3 separate regions of the Mus musculus genome follow, and all the other regions are linked to region 1. Evidence: chromatin contacts called from public targeted proximity ligation data. All regions are on one chromosome and are shown on one strand. The core of a region is the stretch at or near the end of the contact, and the rest is flanking DNA. Distances in the headings are between cores, read along the strand shown.

Region 1 (2,775 bases), core at 215-2,714:
ACAAATAAAACCCTTGTCTCAAAAAACAAATATACAAATAGAAATAGACTTTAAATATGAAAACCCAAATTAATTAAAGAAGAAATGGAAAAAGAACAAACCATACTAGCACTAATATCTCCCATGGCTATTTTGATATTGTACCAAGTGCATATTAAGTCAGGTATGAAAATGGTTGATTTATTGAGAAGATATGATACACAGTTATAGCTGTATATGTGTAGCTGGGTATGGCACACATTCTGTCATTCCAGCACTCAGGAAGAAGTCAGAGAGACAGATCTCTGTGAGTTCCAGGACAGCCAGGGTTACATGGTTAGACCCTATCTTTAAAAACACAGGGGCTGCCGGGCAGTGGTGGCGCATGCCTTTAATCCCAGCGCTTGGGAGGCAGAGGCAGGTGGATTTCTGAGTTCTAGGCTAGCCTGGTCTACAAAGTGAGTTCCAGGACAGCCAGGGCTAAACAGAGAAACCCTGTCTCAAAAAACCAAAACCAACCAACCAAACAAAAATGCAGGGGCTGAGAGACCAAGATGGCAGCTGGGAGATTCTCCACTGTCCTCAGAAATGTCTGCACAGAGAAACCAGTGCTGTGGCGTCCGTCACCACTGGGAACCTCACTATAATTATGCCCTAACTTAGCTTCTAACCAAGTAGGCCACCATAAGCGAACCGGCCACACCCCACAATTACTCAGTGCTTATGAGAGATAATAGGAACATGCCTGATGTGGCCAGCCACCCCCAGGACCCTCAGGGCCCAAACCTGGAATGGCTGAAGAACCTGTGAATACTCCCACAGATGAAAGAGACCCAGCCCCTGTTGTTGTCCCAATAAACATAAACATATGGAAACCAACTTGTGTGTGTGTGTGTGTATGTGTGTGTGTGTGGTCAGCTGTCTGCTTGCTTCCCTCTGTGGTGTTTCTGTAAGCCAGACCCAGGCAGGTGATGCATAGTTGGAGATGAATAGGCTCCACAAGACTCCAGTCAAAGAATGCCAGAAGTATTACAGCTCTTGAAAGAGAACTAAAGAGGTTTGGGTCTCCTGCGCTGGACAGGTAGCCTGGGTCCTGGGTCTCTTGATAGCTGCAGAGGCAGGTCTAATATATGCCTCTGCAGGCATCGAGAGCCAGGCCAGCCAGGCAGGTCCAAGATCCAGCAGGGAAGGCTTCAGGAGAGAGAACTCGTCCCCAAGTGTTACAGTTCAGGAACTACAGCCATGTGTGCTTTATTCCATGTAGGCAGGGGCTTTATGAACCTTGGGGAGTGGGATGGGATTGAGGTAGGGTTACATGTTTTCTATTGGCTGAGTTTGAGATGTTAGTGATGCTCTATTTGCATGGGGAAGGACTCCAGGCTACATTCCTTTGACTGCCTGTCTGTGGTCCTCTCAGTTGGGTGTTGTGGTTATGTGTTCCGGAGCAGGTACAGAGACGGGTAGAAAGCTGCTCTACTGTGGCTGGCCTCAAGTCTCTGAGATTCCTGGGGTTTGAGCTCACTCAACCTTACCAGTTCTTGTGTCTATCTGGTAGCACAGCCCACTTGCCCTACGTGTGATAGTGTGTGTGTGTGTGTGTGTGTGTGTGTGTATGCTGAGGATATGGCTCAGTGGTTAAGAAAATGTACTTCTCTTTCTGAGAACCTAAGTTTGCTTTCTAGCACCCACATCAGATGGCTCATAACTGCCTGTCACCACAGCTCCAAGGGATCAAACACTTCTGGCCTCCACAGACACACATGCATTTACACCCCACACTCAGACAACTGCACACATACGATTAAAAATAGTAAAAAGAAGTAAAAATACAAGTATTGAAAACACTAGGTGAGCTCTTCCTGTAAGCAGCCAGAGGTGACCTGCGAAGATGGTTCCCTACTCTCTTGACCCAGAAAACCCCACAAAATCATGCAAATCAAGAGGTTCAAACCTTCCTGTTCACTTTAAGATCACCTGGGAAACTGCCCAGACCATCAAGAGTATGCATATGCGCAAAGCCACCAAGTATCTGAAGGATATCACTGTAAAGAGGCAATGTGTGCCATTCCAGCAATATAATGGTGGAGTCGGTAGGTGTGCCCAGGTCAAACAGTGGGGCTGGACACAGGGACAATGGCCAAAAAAGAGTGCTGAAATTTTGCTGCACTTGCTTAAAAATGCTGAACTTAAGGGTTTAGATGTAGATTCTCTAGTCACTGAGCACATCCAGGTAAACAAGGGACCTAAGATGTGCTGACGAACCTACAGAGCTCATGGTCGGATTAACCCACACATGAGCTCCCCCTGCCACAGTGAGACGATCCTCACTGAGAAGGAACAGATCGTTCCAAAGCCAGAAGAGGAGCTTGCACAGAAGGAAAAGATATCCCAGAAGAAACTGAAGAAACAAAAGCTCATGGCACAGGAATAAACTAAATGTAGCATAAAATAAATGCAGATAAAGTAAAAAAAAAAAAAAAAAAAAAAAAAAAAAAAGAAAAGACTAGGATAAGAAATGAATAACCATGATTTTAGCAGAAGAGGTAACATACCCATCTCATTAACAAATGAAACAGCTGTCAGAGGCCCAGTGTGGATGAAGAGGTGGCTGCCATTCATAAATAGCTTGATTGAACCAACATCCCTAGAAAATGTTATATATATATATGAAAAATTCAGTTACCAAATGGGACTAGGAGAAATTTTAAAAATATCCATTCTCTAATTACAATGCATTAAACCAGAAATGGAAAAAGAAACACTTCTAGAAATTCTCCAAATATTTGGAGGACAAGT
Region 2 (3,187 bases), core at 43-2,542, 280 kb before region 1:
TGTTCTAGCAAGGACATGATTTTTCCAGCTGTAGATAGTTTCTGTGATGATGTGACATTTGGAATTCTGTGGAGTTTTTAGAGGGTATATAAATGCTAGGACACCAAGAGGTTATTAAGTAGTTGTGCACAAAGAAGAAACAAGAAGAAGAAGAGGAGAAGAAAGAAGAAAAGGAAATAATTAGATATCCTGACAGTAAAGATCAGGCTTGCCCCAAGGAACTGACGCCCATAATAAGCATGAAGTAGTCTAATGATGCTGCTGCCCTCCTTCTGACCCCTGATACCCTGGACTCAAATACTATGTAAACACAAAGAATGCTTTATTCTGCAGAAGTCCAGCATGCTGAGGTCTCCCATTACCAAGATAGACATCCAAGTGAGCTTGTAGGCTCAATTTAAAGCATATTAGGGGAATAGTAAGACTCTGTCTGACAAAGCAGAAGGAAGGAAGGAAAGAAAGAAGGAAGGAAGGAAGGAAGGAAGGAAGGAAGGAAGGAAGGAAGGAAGAAAACTCTTAAACTCTTATATCTGGGGCTGGTTTTTGAATCTAGCATTAGGAAGTCAAAGGCTCACAGCAAGTTGAAAGCCAGCCTACGCCATATAGTGATTTCCAGGCCTGCCAGAGCTAAATGAAACTTATCTTAAAAGAAAAACAAGCAAAACGTTTTTGTTCTAGAGCTGGGTTCTGAAGACAGGAGTCCGGCTGCAGTGTGTAACTAGAGCCCCAAGGGGTCCCTGATAAGGGGAGGGAGTAGCCTTTTAGCATCGGCGGGAGCCTGTGACACTCACTGACCATCCCTGGTCTCTGCATTGCTCTAAAAGGTTTACAGACACACAGCCCTGAGAAGTCCTATGCAAAGGTTCTGGGGCAGCTTTGTGGGAGGTGAGGGACCTCACCGGTTCTTTTGTTAATGAGTACTTCTCCAAGGCACACGGATGCTCAGGGGGAGCGCTTAGTTCAGCAGGGCTCGGCTAGTTCAGCGTAATTACACCAGATCAGGACGATTCCGCTGTAGTCCAACTAATTTTCTCACCAGCTTCCATTCGTGCATATATAGCTGGTGTCAACTAGACGCAAAGTCTGTAGGAAGTGGAATACTTGGGATCCAGCAGAGGGCGACACGTGAGCCTGGTTTACTAGGAAAAGGAAGAGTCTCCGAGAAAGGAGAGTCTGGGCAAGCTGGACTACATCTCCCAGAAGGCCTAGCACGAGAGTAAATTTCCGGTCTCTGTGCCCGCGCACCTTTAGTGGGCGAGGCCGAGGACAGAGCTCAAAGGAACGGAGGTCCCTGGACACGCCACTGGCTGCGGATGTGTGACGCACTTCCTGTGCGCTCCCCACCCCGTGTGTTTCTGTCGCGCCGGTCCCGCGGTTCGGAGTTGTGAAGGTGACAGCCGGAGGTGACCCGTCTGGCTCCCGCGATGCTAGCGGCACGGCATTTTCTCGGCGGGTTGGTTCCCGTGCGGGTATCTGTGCGTTTCAGCAGCGGCACGGTGAGCCCGCCCTGATTCAGGCCCACGCCTATGGCGGAGGAGTGGCGAGCGGCGAGCGGGATTGTGGTCCCCTCTGCAGAGTCCTCTCCTCTCCGAGCTACCACCCGGTCTGGATAAAAACTAACGGTCCCAACTCCAGGCTGACGATGTCCAGTCCAGCTACTCTTGTTTTAACAACCCCGTCTTGGGGTGAGGGTTTGCAGGTGTTGAGGCGTCTTAGATAATCTGTTATTTCTTCCTCGCAGCCCTACCGGGTATCAGGGTCTTCGCCCCATTTCAAAGTTCAGAAAACAGTTTTGAAAAAGATGTGTATCTCCTCAACCCCCCGACAGTATTTTGCTTCCAGTAGTGACCGGAAAACGCTTTTGTGAATTTTTTTTTTTTTATGAGATAGGGGCTCATTATATAGTTCTAGGCTGTATTCAAATTAGTGTTGGTCCTCTTGTCTCAGCCTCTCTGGGTGCTCCTGAGACCACAGGCATCCACCACTACACCTGAGGAGAAGTACTTTTAAGGAGGTAGGAGTGGATGTCAGGTCACTTTCTACCAAGTCGTGAACCATTCCAGTCCACACCTCTCCTTTATCTCAGACCCCAAATCCATTTTGTTCCCCAGCCCCAATGAGGCACTTCTCTTCCATCAGTGACCACGTACTACCTCTTCAGCAGAGTTAGGGAGATCAAGCCCCTCCTAGCCAGGTTTTGCTCTAGTGGAAGAGTCAGACAAATCTATGCTGGTCTTGGGGAAGCAATGCTGGTGCTGTCGCTGAAGTGTGACATGGCTCCGTGGGGACCATCTGCTTTTAGCTTTGTGGCCTTCCCTAAGTTCCTTTTGTTTAGAGCCCCCCCCCCCTCCTTTGGAAAATGGAGGAAATATCCTATCCCAGGAATGTTACAAGGATGAATTGGGATGAAACGTTGAGAGTGTTTAGCTCTGTAACTTCTAAACAGGAAGGACTGATATAAATGGTGGTCGGGAGCTACAATGTTTCAAAGACTTTGAAGCCTCTACCCCTGCTGTGGCCCAGCTCCTCATATGTAGGAAGGCCCAAGAAGCTGAAAATTCTGCCCCAATCCCTCATGGTCCCTGAGCTCTGGACCTCCTGACCTTCTATCTCCCCAGACAGCACCCAAGAAAACCTCATTTGGCTCACTGAAGGATGAAGACCGGATCTTTACCAACCTGTATGGGCGCCATGACTGGAGGTGAGACAGTGCCCATGGCCTGCTGGGTCCCAGAGCAGGACTTCTCCTTCACATCATTTCCTACTCTGTCCAGGCTGAAAGGTGCCCTGAGACGGGGTGACTGGTACAAGACAAAGGAGATCCTGCTGAAGGGGCCTGACTGGATCTTGGGTGAGATGAAGACATCAGGTTTACGGGGCCGTGGTGGTGCTGGCTTCCCCACTGGCCTCAAGTGGAGCTTCATGAATAAGCCCTCAGATGGCAGGTTTGTTGGGGAAATATCCTAAGCTCTGGTTGCAGGATACAGGAGGGGCTGCTGGATCACTGGGTTTTGGGGCTGATGCTGGGAAACTTAGCAGGCTGTAAGAGAGGATATATCTATCCTTAACTTAAGAGCTATCTCTTTCCTCAGCAGAGACTTAAGATGTTACAATCCATACAAGATTTTCATTTAGGCAGACCTTATTATTCAAATTCCACCTTTGCCTTTTAATACTTAGCAAGCTT
Region 3 (3,159 bases), core at 543-3,042, 330 kb before region 1:
GTTCCCTTCAACAAAAAGGTATCAAAGGGGGAAAATGGATTTAAAAAGTGAGGTTCCCAGCCTGGCAGTACTGGCACACTCCTTAAATCCCAGCACTCAGGAGACAGAGACAGGTGGCATTCTATGGTTTTGAAGCTGGCCTGCTCTACAGAGCAAGTTCCAGGTCAACCAGGGCTACACAGAGAACAGAGAAGCACAGTGTCGATGATAGATAGATAGATAGATAGATAGATAGATAGATAGATAGATAGATAGATAGACAGATGCATAGATGATAGATAGAAGACAGACAGACAGACATGAGGTTCCCAGGGAACTAACCAGACCAAACAAGTTTAAATCCTGTTTACTAGCTGAGTGACCTTGGGCATGCCACGTCAATTCTTTGTTTCAATTTCTCTACAAACAAGGAACAGTGCTAGCCTTGAGGACTGGTACATGTAAGGCTTAACTCTTTGCTAAGAGTTTTCTGTTATAGCATCACCAAGAGAGGAGGGGATAGTTCATTAGTTAAAATCCCTTTATTTAAAAAAAAAGGGGGGGCTGGAGGGATGGCTCAGTGGTTGGGAGCATTGGCTGCTGTTTTGGAGGTCTTGAGTTCAGGTCCCGGCGACTGCATGGTAGCTCACGGCCATCTGTGGTGGGATTGGATGCCCTCTTCTGGTGTGTCTGAGGACAGCTGCAGTGTGCTTGCATGTGATAAATAAATAAATATTTAAAAAAAATTTTAGGGCTGGTGAGATGGCTCAGCGAGTAAGAGCACTGACTGCTCTCCCAAAGGTCCTGAGTTCAAATCCCAGCAACCACATGGTAGCTCACAACCACCCATAGTGAGATCTGATGCCATCTTCTGGTGTGTCTAAATACAGCTGCAGTGTACTCATTTATAATAATAAATAAATCTTTAAAAAAATTTTTTTTAAATCCCTTTATTCTTTTCTTGAAAAGACAGGCTCTTGCTATATAGCTCTGGCTGGCTTGGTTGCTATATAGCTCTGGCTGGCTTGGTGATCTTGGTTGTAGACCAGTCTGGCCTTGAATTCGAAAGGGCTGCCTCTCTTTGTACTTTTTTTTTTTTTTTTCGAGACAGAGTTTCTTTGTATAGCCCTGGCTGTCCTGGAACTCACTTTGTAGACCAGGCTGGCCTCGAACTCAGAAATCTGCCTGCCTCTGCCTCCCAAGTGCTGGGATTAAAGGCGTGCCGCCCGACCTTCCTTTGTACTTTGAGTGCTGCAATTAAAGGTGTGTGCCATCACTCCAGGTGACACTGCCATTATTATGGTTATTGTTATTATTTATTTTTTGTCATTTATAAACATGGTTTCTCTTTGGAGCCCTGGCTGTCCTGGAACTCTGTCGACCAGACGGACTGGGCTGAACTCAGAGATCCTCTTGCTTCTGCCTCCTCCCAAGTGCTGGGATTAACCACGGCTCCTCTACATTGCCTTATTTTTACAAGGAGCACTTATTATTATACCATGTACTGTTGGTAGAGGCCTACCTGCATATAAGGCACTGTCCAAACCCCTGAGCACACAAGAAACCGAGTGGTTTGGGCGTGTTAAGTGGGAGGCTTATCATGTGACCATGTGTGCCTCTTGCAAAACTCCAGTAGCATATTGCACCACAGATAGAAAGGTGAGTCTGCCCTCCCCCACCACGTCTGCCAGGAAGCTGGTACACTGAACACCAGGACTTGGTCTGTTTCTGGGGCAGTGTGGGATGTCTGAGGAGGTGGAGTCTTCCTGTCAATATAAGGCCCCGATCACTTCCTCTCTTCCTGCTGAGCTTGCACCACACTGTATCCGCCCAACAGTAAGGAGAAACCTGGAGGCAAGGGCGGGGGCAATTATACCCCCACCTCACCCCTGCTACTAACCGCTCCTTGGCCCTGCAGCCCAGGCAAGGTCCTCCTTCATCGTGCTTTTTGTCTATCTCTCCTAGTGCCACCTTACACCATCGTCTATTTCCCTTCCCGAGGTGTGGCCTCAGCACTTTCAAGACGAAGGGCACAAACAATAGTCTTCTGGGTCATTCCTGGGAATCCCCAACAGTGGTGTAGGAAGGGCGTGACCAAGACTGTATTGGGGCCGGGCCGGGACAGAGACCTGGGGCAGGACTACAGTTGTGGTTGGTGGGGCCAGGACTGCCCTCTTAGCCTCCGTAGATAGCTGCACTGTCTGTCACTTTTCCTTCCTTCCCTGTGCCATGGTGGGGCTGGGTCTTCGCATTCCAAGATAATGTTAGGACATGGCCTCTATCACCACATATCTCCCCTCCCTATGAGGCTCCCAAGCTAGTGTAGTCCTCTTGTCAGCTTTCCACTCTCCCAAACTCTCCCAGGATGCTCTGAGAGTAGATCTCTTCGCTGTGTCCTCATCCTGCACCCCCATACAGGGCGCTGTGAGGTTATGCGCATGCTTCTAGCTGACCAGGGCCAGAGCTGGAAGGAGGAGGTGGTGACCTTGGATGTTTGGGAGCAAGGCACATTCAAGGCTTCCTGTGTGAGTAATTGTCTCCCTCTCCCCCTTGGGGATTCGGTTGGGGCGCAGCCTTAGGGTGCTGTGTCTAGGATTGGGGGCAGCCAGGTTCAGCACCCCTTACAGAGGGATCTTCTCCCAGTTGTTTGGACAGATCCCCAAGTTCCAGGATGGAGAGCTCACCCTGTACCAATCCAATACTATCCTACGGCACCTGGGCCGCTCCTTCGGTGAGTCCAGAAGCCAAGCCCTGAGAGACACCTGAGATGTTCCTCAAAATGTCCTGGGGCTTTGAATTGCCTCACCTGCAGCCACCAATGTCCCACCTGGGTCACCCTAGAGGATCATGCAGGGCCCAGGTTCCAGAAGGCTACTGGTGTGCTGCTGGGCGGTCGCTGTCTGTACAGCCAGGGCTGTGAGTTTCCAACTTGTATCATTTTTCTAATGACATCCCAGAGGTAGGCAGGGAAGACCTCCAATTAAGGTTAGAGAGTAGACCCAGGCTGAGACTGAGTGGACATGTAGGGACAAGTACAGAACCTGAGCCTGCTGCCTGCCCGCTGACCCAGGGCTCTATGGCAAAGACCAACAAGAGGCAGCACTGGTGGACATGGTGAACGATGGACTGGAAGACCTATTCAGACGCATTGCCCGGCAGTATCGCCATATCCTGGTATGT

Evidence for each region.
Region 2: a contact with region 1 is called in a targeted proximity ligation map of memory CD8 T cells, with 16 read pairs. A contact is called at or near these places in 10 of 39 promoter capture datasets (the 3T3-L1 cell line, the C10 cell line, the HPC-7 cell line and 6 more), 2 of 484 Hi-C or Micro-C datasets (the HL-1 cell line and embryonic stem cells), 12 of 130 datasets of targeted methods (the NIH/3T3 cell line, bone marrow-derived macrophages, embryonic stem cells and 5 more) and 2 of 9 other capture datasets (liver and pancreatic islet).
Region 3: a contact with region 1 is called in a targeted proximity ligation map of memory CD8 T cells, with 12 read pairs. A contact is called at or near these places in 1 of 484 Hi-C or Micro-C datasets (embryonic stem cells), 3 of 130 datasets of targeted methods (embryonic stem cells, memory CD8 T cells and pancreatic cancer cells) and 1 of 9 other capture datasets (pancreatic islet).

Annotation. Positions count from the first base shown.
Region 1 is chr19:3,730,105-3,732,879 of GRCm38.p6, reverse strand. All of the region lies in intron 1 of Gm36787 (a long non-coding RNA gene), which reads left to right. It also overlaps the pseudogene Gm2141. Among named protein-coding and RNA genes, the nearest start is that of Gm36787, 13 kb to the left of the region's middle.
Region 2 is chr19:4,010,860-4,014,046 of GRCm38.p6, reverse strand. Ndufv1 (NADH:ubiquinone oxidoreductase core subunit V1) reads left to right here and starts at 1,292. Exons shown (of 10, transcript NM_133666.3): 1 at 1,292-1,496; 2 at 2,619-2,701; 3 at 2,775-2,945. The coding sequence starts at 1,425.
Region 3 is chr19:4,058,080-4,061,238 of GRCm38.p6, reverse strand. It overlaps Gstp3 (glutathione S-transferase pi 3), which reads left to right and starts at 1,792. Exons shown (of 7, transcript NM_144869.3): 1 at 1,792-1,815; 2 at 1,945-1,980; 3 at 2,398-2,504; 4 at 2,623-2,710; 5 at 3,050-3,153. The coding sequence starts at 1,815.